Linked DNA regions of Rattus norvegicus: region 2 is linked to region 1. A link is a contact called in public HiChIP or PLAC-seq data. All regions are on one chromosome and are shown on one strand. Each heading gives the region's core, a stretch centred on a gene start, on an enhancer-like site or on the middle of the called end of the contact. The rest is flanking DNA. Distances are from core to core; before and after follow the strand shown. Region 1 overlaps Gpt2 (glutamic--pyruvic transaminase 2). Region 2 overlaps LOC120098665 (a long non-coding RNA gene).

Region 1 (6,283 bases), core at 3,561-6,060:
GATGAAAGGGGAAGGACCTGGAAGTCACAGTTTGAGTCCAGGCTCCCACTATATATACCTGTGACATCATCATCATCATCATCATCATCATCACCACCACCACCACCACCACCATCATCATCACCATCACCATCGCTTCTTCCTCCTCCAAGTTTAAAGTAATCTGTTACAGTTCTGAAATTTAACTGAGTGTGGTGGCTGACACCTATAGTTTTAACATTGTAAGACTAATGCAGGAGGATTGCTGTGAATTTAAAGCCAGCCTAGGCTATACATTAAGTGCTAGGGTAGCCTGGGTTACATAGCGAATTCTTAGCCTCCCATGTATAAGGAGAATGTGTGTGTGTGTGTGTGTGTGTGTGTGTGTGTGTTTGTGCATGTGTGTCCACAACTAGAGTCCAAACCAACAGGGAGCTAATTTATGTCCCAAATTCATAAGTTAAGAATGGACATCCTCGGGCTGGAGAGATGGCTCAGCGGTTAAGAGCACTGACTGCCCTTCCAGAGGTCCTGAGTTCAATTCCCAGCAACCACATGGTGGCTCACAACCATCTGCAATAGGATCTGATGCCTCTTCTGGTGTGTCTGAAGATGGCTACAGTGTAGTCATAACAAAAAAGAATAAATAAATTAAAAAACGAGAGGACGAACATCCTCACCTTTGCTTGGCCAGAATCACTCTGCCTAGAAAGTTCTCCCTGGCTACAGAATAATCAGACCTGGATTCTCCCCCATACAAGAGGGCTCGCCCCCGCCCTCTCTGAACTTACCCCACCAATCTCTGGGACTGCTCTTACCTCGTCAGCCAGGAGAAAAAGCTTCTCTTCCCAGGCAAAGTGAATCACATCTTCTATGCACTTTCTGCTTTGTACCTGGCCTACAAAATCCCCAAGAAAACCAAATTGTAGGTTGTAATGCTATGTAAGTTGTCCCCAAGTAATACTCCACCCAGGTCATGTGGGTATCCTAAGTTCCCAGAAGGTCCCAGGCACTACCCTCCTACTTTGTCATCGTGGCAGCGAAGCCCAGCCCCACTCTGTCCAACTCAATGAAGTCAGCCATGGGGAAGGAGGGCCTTTCACACCTAATGTTTTCATTGTCCTCTTGGCTGAGGTGTACACATGTGTGCGTGATGTGTGCCTTCTCTAGGACAGGAAGGTGTGGAAGTGTCACAGTGGGCAGGGAAATAAAACTGAAGGAGTGGAGTTCATTGGGTCCCTACCGCTCCTAGACTACGCACCAGCAGCACAGTGCAGAAAACTGTACTGGTTGATATGGTAACTGAGCTGGAGTTACTGAACAAAATCTGTGGGTGTCCTCCCAGAAAGGCAGATGCACACGCCCACAAGCAAGTGACATGCTAATCCCAGTTCATCATCCACCCTGAGAGCCAGCGAATGCTCAAAGCAGGACTTGTAGAACACTGAATGAATGAAAGAGTCAGGCTAGTACCTCTGGCCAGGCCAGCTGCTTTTGCAGCTGGCACCACTAGGAACCCTGAGGGAAGACACTGCCGTTCCTGGCTTCCTTCAGGACCTGCCTCAACACCGGCAGGGAAGACACACCCATTACCCATGTCAGAGAACAGTTTCAAACAAGTCAGCAGCCTGCAGGCACACCACTGGGGCAGAGAGCAAAGGGTAAGAGAAGGTGGGAGTGGAAACCCCCACCCCCACGCCCGTGTTTTCCTCTGGCTTTGAGTGTGACACCAGGAAGTTCTGGCGTGCTCAGTCGGGCTCACTGATTTCTTGATTGTGTGTACAGCATGCATGTATGATATGCCTATATACACAAATAACACATACACATGGATAATTTCTGCATGTATAGACATCAAAATGGAGAAAAGTATATAGAATGTTACCTTTTGGCTAAAAAATAGTTTATATATTTATCTACAGAATGATATGAAAAATGTCTATAAAAATATAAGTGTATCGTAAAATGAGTCAATCGAGATTTTCACCTTCTTAAGAGAAATTAAGCCAATTTCTTAAGTAAGAGACTGAAATTTCTTTGGCCATCAAGCACACACCACTCTTTATAAGAAGCAAGCTCAGGGCTCTGGGACTCCAGCACAGTGGCAGGCCTTGGTTTCTACACGGAACCAGCACTAACCAGCACTACTCTTGCAGACAGGGGCTCGCCAGTTTATGGGTAGATGCAGCCTGCAAACCCTTCGTGGGGTCTCCTAACTAAATCTGCTTGAATACAAGCACAATGTGAGCACTGAATATACAAAAACATGTTCACAAAATGCAAAGGGGTCACAAAGAGGAACAGAAGGACCAGAGTCTTGAAAAGGTTTCATCCTGGTGGAGGAAAAGGGTGGGAAAGATACAAAAATTCCACTGCTAGACACGATGCACACTTGAAGATAAAGAGCTTATGTTTACCCAGGGCTTGGGACTGCGATTGTTGCACACTAAGACACCAAAGAGCAAAACGCAAACAGTTGTGAGAATAGGAGGAAGTCATATATGGCTTTACAGGGGCCAGGCCCAAAAAGCTAGAGAGAGGTGCCTAAAGGCCAAACCAGAAGAAGGGTCTAAGGAATTCCCTATAAACTGACAGAAACATCTGTGATTACACCTCCTCTCCCCTGTAACATATACCACAGCTCCTGAGGACACCCCAGCAGGAAATAAGAGAAATGGCCCTGGCCTAACCCCCAGGTGTAGTGACACACACCCAAGCACCTGGTGTGCTGAAGCAGGAGGGTTGCAAGTTCGAGGCCAGCCTAAGGAGGACTGGTAAAGGAATAAGTAAAAGAACTGTCTTATCAGAGTGCTAGTGGTTTGACTTGTTCAGAAATGGGTCAGTGAATTCCTGGCCTAGGACACTCAGTGGGATCACAGAAGGTTTCACCTGGCGAGCAATGGCTGAAGGCCCTCTAAGGACAGATTCTAAGAAGGACTCCAACTCAGAGGACAGTGGAGCTGAGAAACAAACACAATAGTGTTGACTCAGGTTACTGCTTTATGCCAGAGTCCAGAGCTCCGCCATACAGCTGTTCACCCTGACTTAACATCCCAAGCTTCTTTGACATCTTTTAGCCAAGCTGACTGTGGTATGTGGTTGGGAAGTTTCCACTTCCTGCCACCCCTCTTCTAGTCGCTGACTAGCTGCCATTCAGTCAGGCCCCAGAAAGCAAGGAAAGACAGTGCCCATTCATAAGTTACTCTCATAAGAATTACTTATGAGGCCAGACATGATGACGCACACCTTTAGTTCCAGCCCTTGGGAGGCAGAGGCAGGCAGATGTCTGTGAGTTCAAGACCAGCCTGGTCTACATAGTAAGTTCCAGGAAGGTCAGAGCTATATAGTGAGACCCAGTCTCAGAGAGAGAGAGAGACAGAGACAGAGAGACAGAGAGACAGAGAGACAAACAGAGAGAGAGAGAGACAGACAGAGACAGAGACAGAAAAAGACAGAGAGACAGACAGACAGAGACAGACAGAGACAGACAGACAGAGACAGACAGACACACAGACAGACAGACAGACACAGAGACAGAATGTTACTTATAATAATATACAGTCATAGGATCTCTTTACTTAGAGAAGGAGGTATGTTCTCCAAGGCAGCTAGGTAAAAGGTTTAATATAAACACTGGAGTAGAAAACCCTGACTAAAAGACAAGCCAGCGGCACACGCCTGTAATCCCAGCACTCAGAGCCTGGAGGAGGACTGCTGTGAGGCTGAGGCCTGCTCGGATGACATAGCAAGTATGAAACCGGACAGGAACACAGTCTCCAAAGACACAAACAAAAAAGGACTGACTCAACAGCCGACTCAGCACACAAATGCTACAGGACTTGCTGTTCCAAGGGTGGCCCTGGGATCAGCAGAAATGTCATCTTGGACCTCGTATACCTGCCAATTCTCCAGCCCTAGCCCAGTCATTAAGATGTCGGTGAACACAGCCTGCACTTTTCACTTTAACAAGCTAAAAGTTTAGGAGCCACAGTCCTCAAGAAGTGGTTCTCGCCGGCCGTGCCGTCTGGACTAGTCTGTGAGGTTTTCAAAGCTCGCCTTGTGACGCCGATACTCAGAGCAATCGAGAACACAGTGCTGTGTCACTCCCCTGAACTGCGTCGTGGGCAGAACGTCATCGTCCCCACCACCACTGAGGCACTGGAGTGCACACACAGTGTGCACACGGCGTATCTGCGTCAGTTGCACCCAGGAATTAAAAGGGCTGTTTTCAGCAGACTGAAGCATCATTTCGCATTTCAGAGCAGCAGATTCCACAATCAGCTCTAATGTATTCTGGCCTCAATTCAATTTAGCTCAACAAAGGAGAAAGGAGTTCTTGCTCTCTGATGCAAAGAGCCCTGGAGACACATGAGCCAGCAGCTGGGGAGTTCATAACAGGCAGGGCCGTATACTTTTTTCTCTCTCTAAAGAAAGATATACAAAATTTGGGTACTTTCCAATTTTCTCCTCAAAGGAAAAGCCACACTCCATACCCCAGCATTCTGAATCCAGTTGAGAAACAAGAAAGAGTTTCTCCGGTTGAGAAATAAGTCAATGACCTTAGACTGAGGTGAGCAGTGGTAGTCTATGTGAATAAGCCTTAGGGAGATGAGTCTTTACAACTGGAGGTAAAATATGAAAAAGAACAGGTCCCATCAGTAATACAGCCTTGCTCAAAACAAAAACCAAAAAAAAGGTGCCTGCTTCTTTCTCCTGAGATGGCCTTAGGCGAGTCTCACAGACGTTAGCAAATCTGGAGTGAACTGGGAAACTGGAGGAGAGAAAACCTTGCGTAACTTGCACCAGTCACTCTGAGCCCCTACGAACATGGCGAGAGAGTCAGGTACAGACCTGTGGGGTTTCCGGGGTTGATGATGCAGAGAACTTTAGGGTCACAGTGGTCTTTAGCTTGCCGCAGTGCCCGCCGGAGCTCGTCCACGTTCAAAGCCCAGCAGTTGTCCTCATCCAGATAGTAGTTCACCTGGATGGCGTCGAGCTCGGAGATGACCGCGGAGTACAAGGGGTACTGTGGGATGGGGATCATCACCCCGGTCCGTGACTTGCCACCGCCGGAGACCAGGAGCTTCAGGATCGTCTGCGACAAAAAGCAACACCTACGGCAGCAGCTCTCGACCGTCCTAACGCTACAACCCTTTAATACAGCGCCTCCTCGTGTTGTGGTGACCCCGACCCTAAAATTATTTTTTTTTTTTGGTTCTTTTTTTTTGGAGCTGGGGACTGAACCCCAGGGCCTTGCGCTTCCTAGGCAAGCGCTCTACCACTGAGCTAAATCCCCAACCCCCCTAAAATTATATTTATCACTACTTTATAACTAATTTTGCTGCTGTTGCATGTAAACATCTGCTTTCCGGTGGTCCGAGGTGACCCCTGTGAAAGGGGTCATCATTCCCCAAAGAGGCCGAGACCCACAGGTTGAGAACCGCTAATCTATAGGGTTCCTCTCTATATAGGGTTCCTACTGCTTCTCTCATCCTTCAAGAGGCAATGGGCAGACGGGCCAGATGGGCTCCAGTCACGGATGTCTGTCTACCAGGGCCTCTAGCACAGCCCTATCACAGTTGCTTCATCTCCCTGACTTGTTTCCTTCCCTGGAGCACGAGGGGCGCTGTGGATGTAGGTAAGAAACATAGAATATCCTAACGTTCTTGACATAATGCATGGCATGGAGGAAAAGGCTAAGACACTTGACAGGGATGGAGCGACACATACAGAGTTCCAGTACTTGGATGGCTGAGGCAGGGCTGTCATGAGTTTGAGGCCAACCTGGGCTATACTGTGAGATCGTGTCTCAAAACACCTAACCAACCAAGCAAGCAAACACTTTCTAAAACAGGATCCAAGCTGGTCCTGCCCTAGAACTAGCCACACTTCACCCAGATATTCTCATTTAAACTCAGTTTCTTCAACGTAATCATCAGTTGGCCCACACATGGCTGGACAGACTCCTAAATAAGAGACAGTCAAAATGGTGCCCCCAGCTACTCCCACCTCTTTTTAAGCAAAGTGGGGTGCATATTTATTTCTTAAGAAAACGAACTGTGGGGTCGAGTGAGGTGTTGTTGAAAATGGCAGTGGTTCTCTGAATCAGCAAGCTATGGGAGACATCCATTCCATTGTACACGTGCACAGGCTTCATCTGAGGCTCAATTCCTCGCTCCAAGAATCTCGCCAGACTGGAAAGCACGGTGCGCGCTTGACTGTCTCAGGCCCATTTCCCCATGGGCTCGAGTAGATTATCTTTTTGAAAGGCTCAGGGAAACACACACTCAACTTCAAAACAAAA
Region 2 (6,116 bases), core at 2,071-4,570, 47 kb after region 1:
ACGTCTGACAGACAACTGTTCGTAACTCTAGCTCCTGGGGATCCGATACCCTCCTTTGGACTCTGTGGGCACCCACATACACGTAATCCCTGCTTTCTTCTTGCAATACAAGGAGTGGGCTCCCCCTTTACTAGTCTAGACTTTGTTCTAATACTTAAATTTCTTCAGTGATTTCACGCTTGTTTGTTGGAAAGCTGGGTCTATAGTCTGGTGCTGGCAACTTTGTGTGCTTGAAACTCTGCTGCCGTGTCTTTGCTTCAGGTGCTGCCTGAGGTGCAAGCTCGCTCTCACCAGGAGAAGTGTTGATCTCTTCCCTCTTCTGTGCCCCTTCAGGGTACGTTCACTTCCTCGGTTCACTTCAAAATGGAGCAACAGGAAGACCTAGAAATATCGTTAAGTTCCTTTTCTACTTCTGTCTCTCTTTCTCTGAAAATAATTTTGTTCTGGGAACTAGAGACAGCAGTCTGAGTGAGCGTTAGACATCTAGGTGTGTTGTATGGTTGTTATAGAAAAAATAGTTTTTTAAATGTTTGTTTTTCTTTAAAATCTTTGTTTTTGCCATTTTTAATTATGTCTATCTGTGTTTAGTATGTTTTCAAGAGTACAGATGCCCACAGAGGCCAGAGGTGCTGAGCCCCCTGGAGCTAGAGTTACAATTGAGTAGTGGGAATCAAACTTGGGTCCTCTGGAAGAGTAGTACATGCTATTAACCCATGAGCCATCTCTCTGGCCCACCTTTTGGTCTTTGTAAAAGACTTAGGCACAGGAAAAACAGATTGCTATGCTAAGAAGCCCAAGGCATTCTCCTAGAGTTTGAGAGACCCCAACTTAAGTCTAACCAGGATTTGTAGCTTTGATTTCAAAAGGAATTTCAGGGCTAGCCAGTGTAGTAATTCAGATTCAAAGATATTTTTAAAGATTTATTTATTTTATTTTGTATGAGCACACTGTTGCTGTCTTCAGACACACCAGAAGAGGGCATCGGATCCCATGACAGATGGTTGTGAGCCACCATGTGGTTGCTGGGAATTGAACTCAGGACCTCTGGGAGAGCAGTGAGCGTTCTTAACTACTGAACCACCTCTCCAGCCCCAAAGATATTTTTAATAGAGGCTTATTTTTGTATGAGATTCTCAGACAATGTCAGGGAGTGGATTGAGGCGGTATCCTAGGCCATTTATACTTGGTCCTGAAGCTGGGTCATTGCTGTATTAACATAAAAGACCTAAATGTAAAAGAAGTCTCTATTCTTGTCAATTTGGTTACCCTAAATTCTGTGTTCCAACATTAAAAAGTTTCATGAAGTTCTTATGATAACAGAACAAAATCAAAAAATCAAGACACTTTAAGAATACACTGATGGTCACATCAGAGAGGAGAGTAACAGCCAATTGGAGTGTCTTTGTTAGGGTTCTATTGCTGTGAAGAGACACCATGACCAAGGCAACTTCTGTAAAGGAAACATTTCATTGGGGCTGGCTTACAGTCTCAGAGGTTCAGTCTATTTTCATCCAGACAGGCAGACATGGTGCTAGAAAAGGAGCACCATGAGAATTCTACGTCTGGATCTACAGGTAGCAGGAAGTGCCTGCTCTAGGCCTAGCTTGAGTTTCTAAAACTTCAAGCTCACCACCTCCCAGTGACGCACCTTCTCCAATAAGGCCATACATACTTCAACAAGGCCATATCTCTTAATAGCGCCACTCCCTGGTGACCAAGCATTCAAACACATGAGTCTATGGGGGCCATTCCTCGTCAAACCACCACCCAGAGCAAAATCATCAAATGTCACCTCATCAGATTCTTAGCCTTTTGGGCTGGTGGTCTGCTCATGGTCTACTAAGCTAATAGACTCCAAAAGGGTTTGATCTGTTAATCACAGGTTGTTATGTCTGATACAGTGATGGGCCAGAAATGGCTATTTAGGGGGCTAGAGATATGTCCAAACAAATCATAACTATGTAATTAGAAGGCCCCCATACCTGAGCACACCTGACTCTGTGGTGGTCAGGCTGTAAAACTCAGCACCCGACAGCACCACTTGCCCAAACTAAAACAAAGGCCTGACCCATTAAAGTCCATACTTCTTGGCAAATCCCTAAATGTACTAACCCTGCTTTTTGGCTTCCGTAGTTCTGCTTCTGGTTAACTGTTCTTGTGAACTGAAATCTGTCAACCCAGGGCATGATTTTTGTGCTTAAAAGCTTACCCTGAAGAAGGTTTGGGACTTCACTGGGGTCCCAAACACCCAGTCTAGTCACAGACCGGCTAATAAAGACTCTATTGCCTTGAACCAGTTTCTATGTGTCCTTCTGTGGTGGATACCTCACAACAATTAGGCTCTGGTCCTGGAACATCCCGGTCTCCCCATACCACTTCTGTTCAAAGAAATCAGCCTTTACGAGACTCAGGTTCTTTCTAGAAATTGTTGTTCATGGTCTCTACAGAAAACGTTAATGGTATTGAAATCCCCCCTTCTCCAGTGGTTTTTCTAAAACTCCAAGACAGAGGGGTTCTTTCTCTCTCATATTTCCCCCCAAATTCCTAAGCTTTCTATCCTACCTCAATTCAACCTTTCAGACATTCAAAATGTAAGTGATATTAAAATGGGGATGGGGGTTGGGGATTTGGCTCAGTGGTAGAGCGCTTGCCTAGCAACCGCAAGGCCCTGGGTTCGGTCCCCAGCTCTGAAAATAAAATAAAATAAAATAAAATAAAATAAAATAAAATAAAATAAAATAAAATGGGGATGGATGGGACAGCTGGAGAGATGGTTCGACAGTCAAGAGTGCCTTTGCTCTTACAGAGGACTGGAGTTCAGTTCCTAACATCACATCAAGTGACTCACTGTCAGCTCCCAGCTCCATGGAATCCAGCGCTGTCCTCATGCCTTTGTGGGCACCTGCACTCATGCACACACTTCTACATAAATAAAAACAATGCTGGCTGGAGAGATGGCTCAGTGGTTAAGAGCACTGCCTGCTCTTCCAGAGGTCCTGAGTTCAAATCCCAGCAACCACATGGTGGCTCACAACCATCTGTAATGGGATCCGATGCCCTCTTCTGGTGTGTCTGAAGACAGCTACAGTGTACTTTTATATAATAAATATATCTTTAAAAACAAAAACAATGCAACTGAATATTTTAAAAACTGTTGTCTGGTTTTGCCCTGGCATCCACTAAGTATTTGGGGAAGGTCATGAGGTGGCTGGGAAAGGAAGTTGATCAATTAGTGAGTGGAAATGAATGGCTATCTGAAATCTAATTCATGCTTTGTATAGATTCTTCATCTCCTGGGGACCTGGGCAAAATATAAAGCAGTCTGAACGCATAACCGGCCACCTGGCATCCTTGGACATTTTGAAACTTTAATATTAATGATTGAAACTGTCGGACTTTCCATTATTTATTAGGAAAATTTGGTCTGTCTTTAATCCAAGGCTGAAAAGAATATAGGAGAAAAACTATCAGGAGAAAACCTAATAAAATGAGAGTAGGCTACTTAAAAATTGTAAATGTTCTAATGTAAAGACATCAGGAGAAAAACTAGAACCCACTTCATATCTAATGCAACAAGACATTCTTTTTTTAAAGTTGTTATTGACTTCTTGTGAATTTCATAGCATCTGTGTTGTCCTGCACCCCAACACCATTCTTCTCCCTGTCCCTTTGTATCCACCCTCGTGACCTCCACTCCCACCCCAAAGAGAGTAAAATAAGATTTTTTTTTTAAAAGATCTTGTCCTGGAAGCTGTGGTGTGTCACAGCGTGTCCCACAGTATACCCTTCTGTCCACACATCTTTACTTGCAAATGTTCATTGCAATGAGTCGGTCTGGTTCAAGGCCTGGGCTTCTGCTACTCCATGTATACTGAATCCTCACAGGGACCTCTCTTGGATATCCTATTATTGCCCTGTGTTATGGAGATCCTGGAGCTCTGGGTCTGCAGGCTAGCCCTGTCATTTGAGAAACAAGACATAGTTAAGGATATTATTCTCTCTGTAGCATCCTAATTGACTAAAAAGACAGGACTTTAAGTTTTGTTTAAAAACTATTGTGTTTCTACTTCTGATTTCTGGCCATCTTTGGAAATTGTCTTAACCAAGCCAAAGCTCATTTACATATTCGTTTGTGCTGAAGTCTTTTAAGTAAATAACTATTTTAAGTCCAGTACATTGATGTCTTATGGCTCTGTGCCTAGAAATATGTATAGGCATCAGAGACAGCATGAGCCATGGGCACATCAGGCCAGGGCACTATCTTGCTTTCCTTTGGTCCTGGGCCAGGCTGAGTAGCTTGGTTAACCCCACTGAGAAAGGGGGAATGCAAGGGAACCCCATGGGACTGGAGGAGCAAGATGGAGAACTCCTGGAGACTGTGAGCTGTGCATATCTACAGAGGGTATGTTAATTACTTGTCTGTTGCTGTGATAAAACACCATGCCCAAGATAACTTAAAGAAAGAAGGGTTTATTTGGCTTACAAAGTTCCAGAGGGAGAAGAATTCATCATGGTAGAGACAGAAAACATTGGTGACAGGCACAGGAGGAGAGGATGTCTCACATCTTGAAGCACAGGCAAGAGCTAGAGAAAGCAAAGTAGAGAGCTTTGCTTTACTCCCTTGCCTGCTTTCCTTTCTCTCTTCTTTCTTTCTTTCTTTCTTTCTTTCTTTCTTTCTTTCTTTCTTTCTTTCTTTCTTTCTATCTCTCTTTTTTGTCTTTAAATTCTCAAATCCTACCCCTTGCAACCTACTTCCTTCAAGGCCACACTCCTAAGCCTCCCCAAAGAGTATCACCAGTAGGGGGTGAGGGTAGGGGAATGACAAAGCATTTAAATGGTCAAAGCTCTGGGAGATGTCTCACTCAAACCGTGAGGCCACCGAGGGCTAACAAGAAAAGCTGCCCACCCACACAGCTGCACCCAGCTTTGCTCTCTTAAAGGAACAGCAATACAGGTTTGGGGATTTAGCTCAGTGGTAGAGTGCTTGCCTAGGAAGCGCAAGGCCCTGGGTTCGGTCCCCAGCTCCAAAAAAAAAAAAAAAAAAAAAAGGAACAGCAATACAACGGATGGGACCTATTCATGATACACTGGAGAAATTGCTGTTTTCTTCCTTTAGCTTCTTTTTTTTTTTTTTCCTCTTTTTTCTTTTTTTCGGAGCTGGGGATCGAACCCAGGGCCTTGTGCTTGCTAGGCAAGCGCTCTACCACTGAGCTAAATCCCCAACCCCTTCCTTTAGCTTCTGATTCCAAAAACCAACTGGCACATAACTTAAAATAGATAATTGTGAGCTTTGGGGGATCCCTCTGGGACAAGTCTTCATCACCAGTATCATGGTCATCACTTATAAACTTTAAAAAGTTGTCATGTGCATGGCTGTTTTGTCTGCATGTATGTCTGCGCACCACACATACGCAGTGCCCTTGTTGGATCCCTGAACTGGAGTTAAAGATGGCTGCAGATCTCCGTGTGGCAGTTGAGCCTGGGCCCTCTGGTAGAGAAGCCACTGCTTTTAAGTGCTGAGCCATCTCTCCAGCCCTAAAAAGCTTCATTATAAGTAGCATAATGCTGACCTTTCAGTAGCTTACACATTTAAAAGGGCATCCAAGAAAAATCTGGCATCTGAACAACCTCGCTATTTGAAACCCTGGTGTTTATCTGTTTGCTCTGACAAAATAAGTGCTTTGTCCTTGCGTGTGAGAGAAACAACCGCGCATCGGTGATGATACACATTTACCTTACTGAAAGATTCCTTTAGAAGTAGAAACTAAGTTGGTTTAACGAGCTTTTACATAGCTTTTTGCAGTTACTGCTTTGTTTAATGAGGCTAATCATTGCGGGTTCTTTTATATGAAAATCTGTGCAAATTACTAAGTATTAAAAAGATAAGTTGGGGGGTTGGGGATTTAGCTCAGTGGTAGAGCACTTGACAAGCAAGCGCAAGGCCCTGGGTTCGGTCCCCAGCTCCGGAAAAAAAAAGAAAAAAAAAAAAGATAAGTTGGTTTTTGTTTTTGTTCTTGCTTTGTTTTTAGACTGAGACTTGTGTGTAGCCGTAGCTGACCAGGAACTCACAAAGATCCACCTGCCTCTGTGTCCCACTGAGATTAAAGGCTTGTGCC

What was found. HiChIP or PLAC-seq counts read pairs in DNA pulled down with a chosen protein or histone mark.
Region 2: a contact with region 1 is called in an H3K27ac HiChIP or PLAC-seq map of oligodendrocytes, with 3 times the contacts expected there. The contact joins two enhancer-like sites. A contact is called at or near these places in 12 of 12 Hi-C or Micro-C datasets (the A7r5 cell line, the Rat2 cell line, Schwann cells and 7 more) and 1 of 1 datasets of contacts at active chromatin or transcription factors (oligodendrocytes).

The regions. Positions count from the first base shown.
Region 1 is chr19:37,710,246-37,716,528 of GRCr8, forward strand. It overlaps Gpt2 (glutamic--pyruvic transaminase 2), which reads right to left. Exons shown (of 11, transcript NM_001012057.2): 5 at 4,831-5,074; 6 at 798-877. Among named protein-coding and RNA genes, the nearest start is that of Gpt2, 19 kb to the right of the region's middle. Within about 2 kb of position 4,811, at least 44 of the 93 cell types and tissues checked have an H3K27ac peak or open chromatin away from gene starts, as enhancers often do.
Region 2 is chr19:37,758,646-37,764,761 of GRCr8, forward strand. LOC120098665 (a long non-coding RNA gene) reads right to left here. Exons shown (of 3, transcript XR_005497091.2): 3 at 4,457-4,584. Among named protein-coding and RNA genes, the nearest start is that of Gpt2, 29 kb to the left of the region's middle. Within about 2 kb of position 3,321, at least 1 of the 93 cell types and tissues checked has an H3K27ac peak or open chromatin away from gene starts, as enhancers often do.